Regions from separate parts of the Mus musculus genome. Here region 2 is linked to region 1. The links are chromatin contacts, called in public promoter capture Hi-C maps. All regions are on one chromosome and are shown on one strand. The core of a region is the stretch at or near the end of the contact, and the rest is flanking DNA. Distances in the headings are between cores, read along the strand shown.

What was found. Promoter capture Hi-C pulls out the DNA fragments that hold promoters and counts their contacts.
Region 2: a promoter capture Hi-C map of hippocampal neurons shows a contact between it and region 1, with 2.7 times the contacts expected there. A contact is called at or near these places in 3 of 39 promoter capture datasets (the 3T3-L1 cell line, the C10 cell line and hippocampal neurons), 1 of 130 datasets of targeted methods (astrocytes) and 1 of 9 other capture datasets (embryonic stem cells).

Annotation. Positions count from the first base shown.
Region 1 is chr19:23,371,462-23,376,557 of GRCm38.p6, reverse strand. Mamdc2 (MAM domain containing 2) reads left to right here. Exons shown (of 14, transcript NM_174857.3): 5 at 2,503-2,640. Among named protein-coding and RNA genes, the nearest start is that of Gm41821, 74 kb to the right of the region's middle.
Region 2 is chr19:24,027,733-24,032,381 of GRCm38.p6, reverse strand. Fam189a2 (family with sequence similarity 189, member A2) reads left to right here and starts at 1,363. Exons shown (of 11, transcript NM_001114174.1): 1 at 1,363-1,834. The coding sequence starts at 1,445.

The DNA.
Region 1 (5,096 bases), core at 203-2,702:
GGGCTTCCTATAGAAACAGGACTCAGGGCAGGGAGCCTGGCTTTCTGGAATTATGAGGTAGGGAGGTGCTAGAGTTAGCCTGCAGGGGACAGGCATGCAGCTGTGGCTTCAAGATGATGGCAGTGGTGTCCATGAACTGGAAACAAGGAAATACAGATACATAGGACCTAGGAAAATCCCAGAAGAAACACGGATTTGTAGGGATTATAGAATGAGGACCTTAAACTGGGGGGTTGGGATCAGAGAGTAGAAAAGAAAAAAAAAAATCAGTAGATCTGAGAGACACCTCAGCATTGACAATATTTAGACTGGAGACTCAGCTGAAGTCAGTGAAGGGTTAATGCTGCTCCTGAACAAGGAGCCTACATGAATGCCCTGTGCTCTGGCTTCTATGTTTGGTCTTTCACTGATACCTCTAATGCAACGAAGAAAAAGAGACTAAAAAAAAAAAAAAGTACTTTATGTAGATGCAGAGAACTTCCATTCAGTCTCCTCCTTTGAGTAGTCTGGGTGCTGCCATTCCACACACAGAAGCAGTCAGACACATTTGGGGAGCTCCGCTGGATCAGTCCCTGACTGCATGTGCACGTGGGCACGTGCATGTATACACACACACACACACACACACACACACACTTGTCCTCATCGCCAGTAAAAAAAGAAAGAAAGAAAGAAAGAAAGAAAGAGAGAGAGAGAGAGAGAGGGAGGGAGGGAGGGAGGGAGGGAGGGAGGGAGGGAGGGAGGGAGAGAGAGAGAGAGAGAGAGAGAGAGAGAGAGAGAGAGAGAGAGAGAAAGAAAGAAAGAAAGAAAGAAAGAAAGAAAGACAGAAGCTGGTTCCCGTGATGGCTGAGAAGTAGAGTTAAGGGTGGTTGACAAAGTACTGGCACTGAAGTAACGTTCAGTTCTTGCCCCCAGATGATACGGTGGCTTCTGGTTTGGTTACAACAAAAAGGATGCCACACTGTCACCCTTCCTAGCTCTGTGTTCTCCTCTTCTCTTGGTTCCCCTTCAGTGCAATTGGATTCATAACACTGTCTATCTGGAGCGATGCTGGGGATTAAGTGAGTTCATAGAAGAAGCTTAGGCTGCTGCCTGGCACACTAAGGAGGATTTTGCTTTTTATTCCACTCCATGACAGCCCTTGGCACTACATGTTGAGCATCAGTTGGCAGATACTGCCGTGGTAATTTGAAAAAAAAAAAAGAAATTTTAAAATTTGTCAGTGCACGCTGACAACTGTCCCAGCTAGGATTCTGGTGGGAACGGGGTGGCTCTGTGGGGTGTGGGAGTGGAGGTGGGGATCCGCCTCTGTAATTTGAAGAAAGCCCATTGACATCAACCAGACCACAAAGCCTTGCAAAGTAAAAATGCCAACAGGTGCTGGCACAGTGACCAGAATTAGAGCCAGCTATGACTCATAACCTGCCATCTGGCTAGCCAAGGATGGTCAAGGCCATATTTGACCCTTCGCTTCCTAGCCAGGACAGGAAGAGGAATTACTAGCAAGTGGAAAGGGTGGTTGTATGGTCAAGACTTCTGGTTAGGCTGTTCCTTCTATAAAGGGCCATAGCTCACCATGGTAGTCTGGCAGTGATGGAGATGGGTTCTAAGCCTGATATCAACCTCTTTCCCCTCCCTTGGTGGAACCCAACAAGGGGGATGGAGCAGTAGAGAAGAATAGGACGGGAATCATCCTTTGTTTGATAATTGCAGGATTATGGGGTCAGCGGCTGAGTTATGTTTATAAATTCCCTGCTAAAAGAGTTTGTTGATGAGAAGCAATGTACAGAAGCAACACGACACCATTCCCAAGCACAGAGATTTTACTTCAGTCTTCCTCATCTCTAGGCAGGAGTTGCAGAAAGGCCCTGGTCCCAGTGTGCTCCTCTCCCACATACTCTCACTCGACTCTTACTCATCAGACAAGTGGGGGGGGGGGGTTTCAGCATCTTGGAAACGTGCCTCTGAGTTCTGGAAGTCTTGTTCGCCACAGAGAGATGGAGGGCTGGGCCATCAGGGAACAGAAAGGGTGGTGGAGAAAATGTCTAGAGCTGAGGAATAACTCTAAAATAGTACAGTAAAATAGACACATTAGAGCTGTGAACACAGGTCACTGGTAAAGTGCATGATGAACACATACAAGACCTTGGATGTAGCCCCGGGACCAAAACTTTGACCAATTGATTAATTTAGTAGGCTGACAAAAACTCATCAGCTAATATCAAGCATGGACATACTGAGAGCTGTACATGGCTAATAGGAGAACAACAAGCCACATGGCTAATAGGAGAAAGGGCTCAGAGAGGCAATGATGAATCAGAACATCGACTCATTACTGGATCTCTCTCCTTGCCCGATATTGTTCTGAATTTCTGGTCGATGGTTGAGAAAAAGAGCCCTTAGAATGACTAAGGTCAGAGTATGCAGTCAGTATGGGTGTCCCCCCCCCCCCCCGGTGTAACTGCAGCTCCATGAAATGTCTGTTTACGTCTCTTCCTCCAGAATGTGACTTTGAAGAAAACCATCTCTGTGGCTTTGTGAACCGCTGGAATCCCAATGTGAACTGGTTCGTGGGAGGAGGAACTGCGAAGAACACCCACTCCATCCTCCCACAGGATCACACCTTCAGGAGTGAGCACGGTGAGCCGACCACAAATGCAGTCTTCTTTCCAGGGTGAACGTTGCCTTCAACTCCCACTGCCTGGCTTTGGTCGACAGAATAAGGGGTGGGGACACAATGGAAGACCAGGTGGAAGAGGCAGGAGAGAGGGACAATCTATGAGACAGAAAACTGCAGACATAAGCTTGTATGTAGCTAAGGAAGCCACAGAGTGAGTCTTCGGCTCATCTATAACCTTGGCTGTTTTTACATTCCCATGAAATGTTTTACTTCTTATCTATTTGGCTGTTCTCATTTCTAAAGACAAGGCTGTCTTTATTAAAAATAGATCGCAGGGTGACCAGCCCTTAAGAATTTCCCATGAGACCACCAATGCTAATGATTATTCCTTCTGAAGGGTGCAATAGGGCCCCCTGGTGGCCAAGTACGCAAGCACTCTGCAAGGAAAATGCAGAGGCTCTCACAGCGAGGGCAGGAGAAAGTCCGAAGGTAGACCAGAGCAAGGGTGTCCTTCCTCCGGTGTCTCACTGGTCACATCTGGCCTTGGTAGTTTTGTAAATCACTATGTCTCCTCATCTCCAAGACAGAGCAGTCCCCCAGTCTGTGGTCTTTCCTAAGTATTGCGAAGATCCTGGCTTTCCTCGAAAGCGAACGTAAGGACATTGGATCCTTTGCATTTTCACTCCTGATACATCCTCACAGATAGTGAAGAGTCCATTCAGTTTTGATTATTTACTCATGACTGCGTGGACCCTTAGCTGGACACAAGGCAACTGTTTGTGGTTTCTTACTCTCTGTCCTTTACTGACTGCAGTTTCTCATTATCTAAATGTTTAAAAACATGTCTCCAACTTTATGTCCAGTGTATCCATTCTACAGGTCACTTGGGCTCTGGAGTCTACATCTTGACAACACCACTCTCTTTGTTAATACTCCCCCTCCTCCTTGTACCCAGAATCTCAGACTCAGTTTTCCACAAGGGCCAGATAGATTAAGCAGGTGGCCTTCGGACTAAGTGAGTGTGGCAAAATAGACAGTTGACACCTGTGCAGAGTGGTCATCTTTGATTACCTTGTATAAGAATGTAAGTCCACTTAATAAGTATTTGGATTTTTTCTTAAATTCAAAAAGAAGGGGATATTTAAAATTTTTTCAAATAATTAAAAAAAATAGTGAATATGTTTTAAAACAATATAAAGAAAATTACTATATGCACTGACAAAAGGTTAGCTAGCTCCTTTTCAGCCTCTATTTTACAGGCTTCTTTAAGACCTCACCTGCAGGAACTCAGCTCAGTGGTAAGAGAACTTGCCTAGCCTACACAAGATGCTGAACTTGTTCCCCAGCACAATAAACAACCCCTGCTGCCATGGAAACTTACTAAAGAAAGCATTTAATTGGGGGCTTTCTTACAGTTTCAGAAGTGAGTTCAAAACCATTGTGACAGATAGCATGGCAGCAGGCAGGCAGACAAGGTGCTAGAGGGTAGCTAAGAGCTTGCATCTGACGCACAATCCAGAGGAAGGAAGGACTGAGCCTAGCATGGAAAGTCCCCCTTGTCCTCCCCAGTGACATACCTCCTCCAACAAGACCTATCTTCTAATCCCTACCAAATAGTTCTACCAATTGGGACCAAGCTTTCAAACATATGAGTCTATGGGAGCCATTTTTCATCCAAACCACAACAACCACTCAACACACATATGCTCATCACACACACACACACACACACACACACACACACACTCCGTGCATGAACACCCATAAAGTCACCCTATTACTTAAATTGAAGCATAAAAAGATGAGCTCTAAAGATTCTAAAATATTTATCTAAGGAGTTCCGCCCACACGATACCAAAGGTTTGCCCAGTGTGACTCTTGCAGAAAAAGAAAACTACCAACACTCTAAAGAAGATAGAAATTGCCTCTCTTATTTCATTTGCCTTGTATTGGATATATTGATTTTTCTCTGCACTCTATCAATTTGGGTGGCAAAGGAAAGATTAAATGATCCAGATGTCTGCCTGCAGCAGCAGATTTTGCTCTCTGTGGACTCATCTCATGTTTGTTCATATACTGGAAGCAACTTAGGCCTTTGCTTTTGCTAAGAAGCAGAGACTCACACAGCTGAGATCAAGGGTGCCGAACACATTCCTGGGTCTTTGTGTGTAGAAAGGGAATGGTGAATATGTCATCTGCAAAATTCGGTGTTGTTATCAGACTTCTTTCATTAACTTGTATGTTTCTAACAGTTTTTCCCAGGCAGAGCTCTGGTTTTTTCCAATGGTGCTGTCCCCAACATCTTGTTAAATGATAGAACAGATACTGCACGAGGAATTATGAGATTTCCTTGAGATATGGAAGGGGACATGATTTTTTAACTTTTCTTCTTTGTTGATATTTTACGAAGCAAAACAAAATCATTTCAGGAGGTAGGTTGCTGACAGCACAGATCAGTACCGTTGGCACCTTGGCA
Region 2 (4,649 bases), core at 114-2,613, 660 kb before region 1:
ATAGATTTATTTAGCTGAGAGAATGTCTGAACACTCAAGTAGACACACTGTATTGCAGGGTGTCATCCAGCCTTAAGAATTAAATACTTTTAAGCTTGTGTTTAAAATAAAAGTTATAATCACAGCACTGAAGGGATGAAACTCGTCTTCACCTGCAATTTAAGAGCATCTATTGTAGGTTTTGTTCTTAAGTACACGGGACATCAGATTTTCAGTGTTCATTTAAAAACAAAACAAAAGCCAAACTACACCCTGCCCCCAACCTTGACATTTATTCCTGGGAGCAGTCAGAAAAGAAGTCACAGGTACTATTAAACATGGTGGTTTAATGATTTTAAAAGTGTGTATGTAAACACCCGCACATGTCTAATACATCACATTGTGGGACATAATGTTCAGCATCAATACAGCCTTCGCAAGCAGAACACACGGCCAAACCTGCTTTTCTCTTTTTACTCAACAGGAGGGCATTAGATTCCTTCACCTTTCCAATAAGCCAAGCTTTCAAGGGCTACAACTGGCTGCAAACCGACACTGCTCTTGTCCTTACCTGGAAAAGAAGTTCATGATCACCCTCTTACCTATGATACATGAGCCGTCTAGACATTCTATTAGGGGAAACTTTTGTGCAAAGGCGAATAATTGCTTTTTTTCCCCTCAAAGTTCGATACATATATTATAAATTACCAAGGCAGATTAAGATTTCATTAGACCATTTCCTGCGAAGTTTGGGAGCCTGTGTTCTATCATGTGATGCCAATTAGCTCCCGGTCAAAGCTAAAAGGATGGAGCTTGTGACCCCTGCCAACTGCACAGGGCCGCCCTGGGCTCTTCCATTGTGATTGCTGACTAGTGTCTCCCAAGGTAACCTGGCCTGGCCACTATTGTTCCCACTCTGGTGCTGGGAAAGCACTCTGTTCCCTCCCGGCAGAGCTGCACCGACAGAGCCGGGAACTCTCCATAGAAGCCATAGATGCAGATTGCATTCCCGGGCGGTAACGTCCAGTGAGTGTCCTCTTTCCGGGCTAGGACCTTTTCCCGTCGGGTCGCCCACAGCCCCTCCTCCGGGCGTGGTGGAGGAGGAGAACCACAAGGGACTCCTTTCCTATTTAAAGGTTGCCAGCTCAAGGGACCTGGGTCCACCACGGGTCCCTTGGCGCCGCGGTTGCAGACAGACTCTGACAACGGTTGAGCCGCTAGCTGCATGGTTCCCGCCGTCCCTGGACACTTTTCCCGGTGACCCCAAGGCAACGGCGCACTTGTCACCGTGGGTGACCGAGAGGGGACGGCGGGGGGCGGGCCCCGCGGGGCACGTGGGCGCGGCCGGCGCTGGCCGCGGCAGCAAGTGGTTGGGCCGTGCGCAGTCCGTCCTGCGCGGCGCCGGCGCGGGTGCCCGGTGCGCGGCGCCCTCCGCTCGGCTGCGCCGCCCGCCCGCCGCGCGCCCATGTCTCTGCCGGTGGTGCTCCCGGGCTCCTGCTGCCCGGTGGCGGGGCTGTCGGGCGGACCTCAGGCCGGGGGTCCTGGCGCCGCCACCGCCGCCGCCGCTCAGGAGCCGCCGCTGCCCCCGCTGCGGCCGCGCTGGCCCCGGGGTGCTCTGCAGCCTCCAGCCCGGCCCCGCTGCGCCCCCGCCGCCGTGCTGGCCCCGCCGCCGGCGCTCGCGTCCCGCCGCCCCGCCGCGCCAGGCTCCGCGCTGCTGCCCGCGCGCCCGCTGCTGTCGCTCGGGCTCCTGCAGCTGATCCTGGGCTGCTGCATGGTGGCGCTCAGCTTCGGGGCGCTGTCGCTGAGCAGCTCGCCGCAGGTGAAGAACTCGTGCCCATTCTGGGCTGGCTCCTCGGTGAGTACCGAGAGTACCTCTCTGCGGGGCCCACCCTCGCGGCAGTGTGTTGTGGACGGTCCCTTCCATTGTTTTTGTTTGACCTCTATTGGGGGAGCGGGGACCCTAAAGCCACCTGAAGTGTAGGCGACAATAAGTGGGGGTGGGGTGTGGGAGGTTAGTGTCGGGAGACAGTCAAGTTGAAGGGAGAATTGGATTGCACCTGGCCAGTGTCTGTCCCTTACACGTTAAGGATTTTGTTTCCGTCAAGTTAACATTAAGCACGGTATCAAGCTCCTGAGAGACTCACATGAGGATGGGCGAAAAAGAATTTGAAACTTTTTGTGGCCACTGAATACTGCATTGGCAAAGCAAACTCCGGGAGGACAGGGGTTTTGATAGGTTTTCCTCACTGACACATCAACAGTACCCGTACAGGGTGGGGTACTTCTGGAATGGACAGAGTGACAGAGTGAAGGGGGGAGGGTTGGTTGACTTGTTTTTATTCTTCATTAAGACAAGGATAAATGAAAGATTATCTGGAGTTGGATGACTGAACCCTGAGGAGCTCCGAGGTAATAGGAGGTTGCCTGTGACTGATGACTTATACCTGGTCATTAAAGAAGGGCTCAGACCCTGGGTGGGTTCCTGGAGTCACCAAAGCTGCTCTGCAGAAGTGGATGCTCAAGAAACAGAACCTGTCATTACGGATGCACACCCCAGAACTCCAGAAGTTGGCGCAGCTAGCTGGGGATGTCTGTCCTACCCTGGCGCCTGGCCCCGCCTCCTTGGCCAATGGGGCATAGGGAAGCCCGGCCTCTGAGAAAAGTGGTTGCCAGTGAGCAAGCATTTGTAGACTGGATGGATGGCTACTCATCCCTGCCTCCGAACGGTGTCACAACTTTTAAGGCATCCATAACCCCTTGAGGTTTGCCAGGGGCCTGGAGACTTGGAAGCAGGTCCTTGTGCAAGGACTGTGGAGGATGAGAACGGCAAATGACCTTTCTATAAAAGCCCTACAGTGTCTATAGCTTTTTCTATGATCTTCAGTGAGCCCACAGTTTGTGCTCTACTGGTTAAAACATACCCAGAGTCAAGACCAATTTTTTTTTTTATTAAAGTACGAGAACATATTGAACCTAGTGTAATTGTTCAAGTGGGAACATTAAGAACATAACGTTTTTCTGGCCTAACCCAGAATTTTGTAGTACCTGGTATCAATCTCTACTTCCTCTAAAGACCTTTGCTAAATGGTTCTGTTGGGACCTCAATCCTATTGTGCTATAGAAAGTGAAGTCCAGAACTTAAGTATTAGGTAAAGAGAGTTCCACTCTATTGTTCTGACCCTGAACTCTGCTGCTATCTTTGTGAGCATTCTGGAATACTCTGAAGTGTAGGGTGTCGATTGAGAATAGTGCCTCCCCTGCCTCCTGCCAGGCTTGTCATTCAAATGGCTGCTGCATTTCTTAAGTACCCCGGGTTAGAATCTTGTTTGTATTTTATGGATTTACTTTTTGTAAAATCATAATCCATGTTCTCTCAAGATAGCTAGTTTATTAAAAAAAAATGTTTGTGGGAGGTGCTAGGGAGATGACCCACTCAGTAAAATGTGTGCTGTGTAAATGTGGGGGCCTGGGTGTGGATCCCTGGAACCCACCCAAACAGCTGGGTTTGGGGAGAGGGGTGCCTGGACCCCAGTGCCTGGGGTGGGGTCGGAAGAAGATGGATGCAGTGGATCTTTGAAGTTCATTGGCTAGTCAGGCTAACCAAACGGATAAGACACCCAGTCTCTAAAAATAAGATAAGGTGGAGAGCGTACCCAGTGTCGTTCTCTGCCACCACATACATACAGACATACTAAAAACTATTCACACAACACACACACACACACACACACACACACACACACACACACACACACACAATGTATTTGCTTTTCTCTAAAATTAAAGTCTGAAATTGGTTTGCAATTGTGGATTCTTTCCAAGGTAAGTAAATACACTTAGATGTCAATGAAGCCACAGTGGGATTTGATGAGAAGGAAAGCAAAGCTCACGAACCGGAATACGCAGGCAGGATGGTAAACTGGAATGCGCAGGATGGTACCTGGGCTTGCCACTGGCTGGCCTTGCCCTCAGGCACAAGCCAATCAGACCCAAGAAGGAATCTAGGATTTGGACTTGAATGGGTCACTTCTGTAAGCCATAGTCTATCCTATGCTTATGTCCCCAGGTCAGTACTCAGACCTGGAACTGCCGTTCATTCTTTGTGTATGTGTGACCTGTTCCTAAGGTCAACTTCAGAACTTGCAGGTCGTCAACAGGACCAGTGAATATTAACTGCATCTTCAGAACAGCAGAGTGTAAGGGTTTAAGCAGCTGTCAGTAGATACCATCCATTCTCTTGGTGTTTTAGGAAGAAAAATACCACACTTGTACTGTGTTTTAAACTCATGTAGGTGAGAGAGCTCTATTTAAAAGCAATCCTGTATTAGGAGAAGCAGTAGGCTTATACAGACAGTGTATAACACAACCACAGCCCCCCTCCCCAGCCTCTGGAATGGTGGTCTCATCTGCACCCCTCCTAGGCTCAGCCACTGGTCCCATGTGTCCTGATAGACCCCAGAGCAAGGAATGTCACGCAGGAATTAAGTCCTTTGTGCTCCTGGTCCATTTGGCAGATTAAAATAGCCATGTTATTTTGAAAATCTCAGTATTACATCATTGTACTTTCATGTATAAAAATTTCAGTGTGTGTATTAAAAGAGGGAGAGAGAGAGGGGGAGAGAGAGAGACAGTCAGACAGACAGACAGAGACAGAGAAACAGAGATTAAGA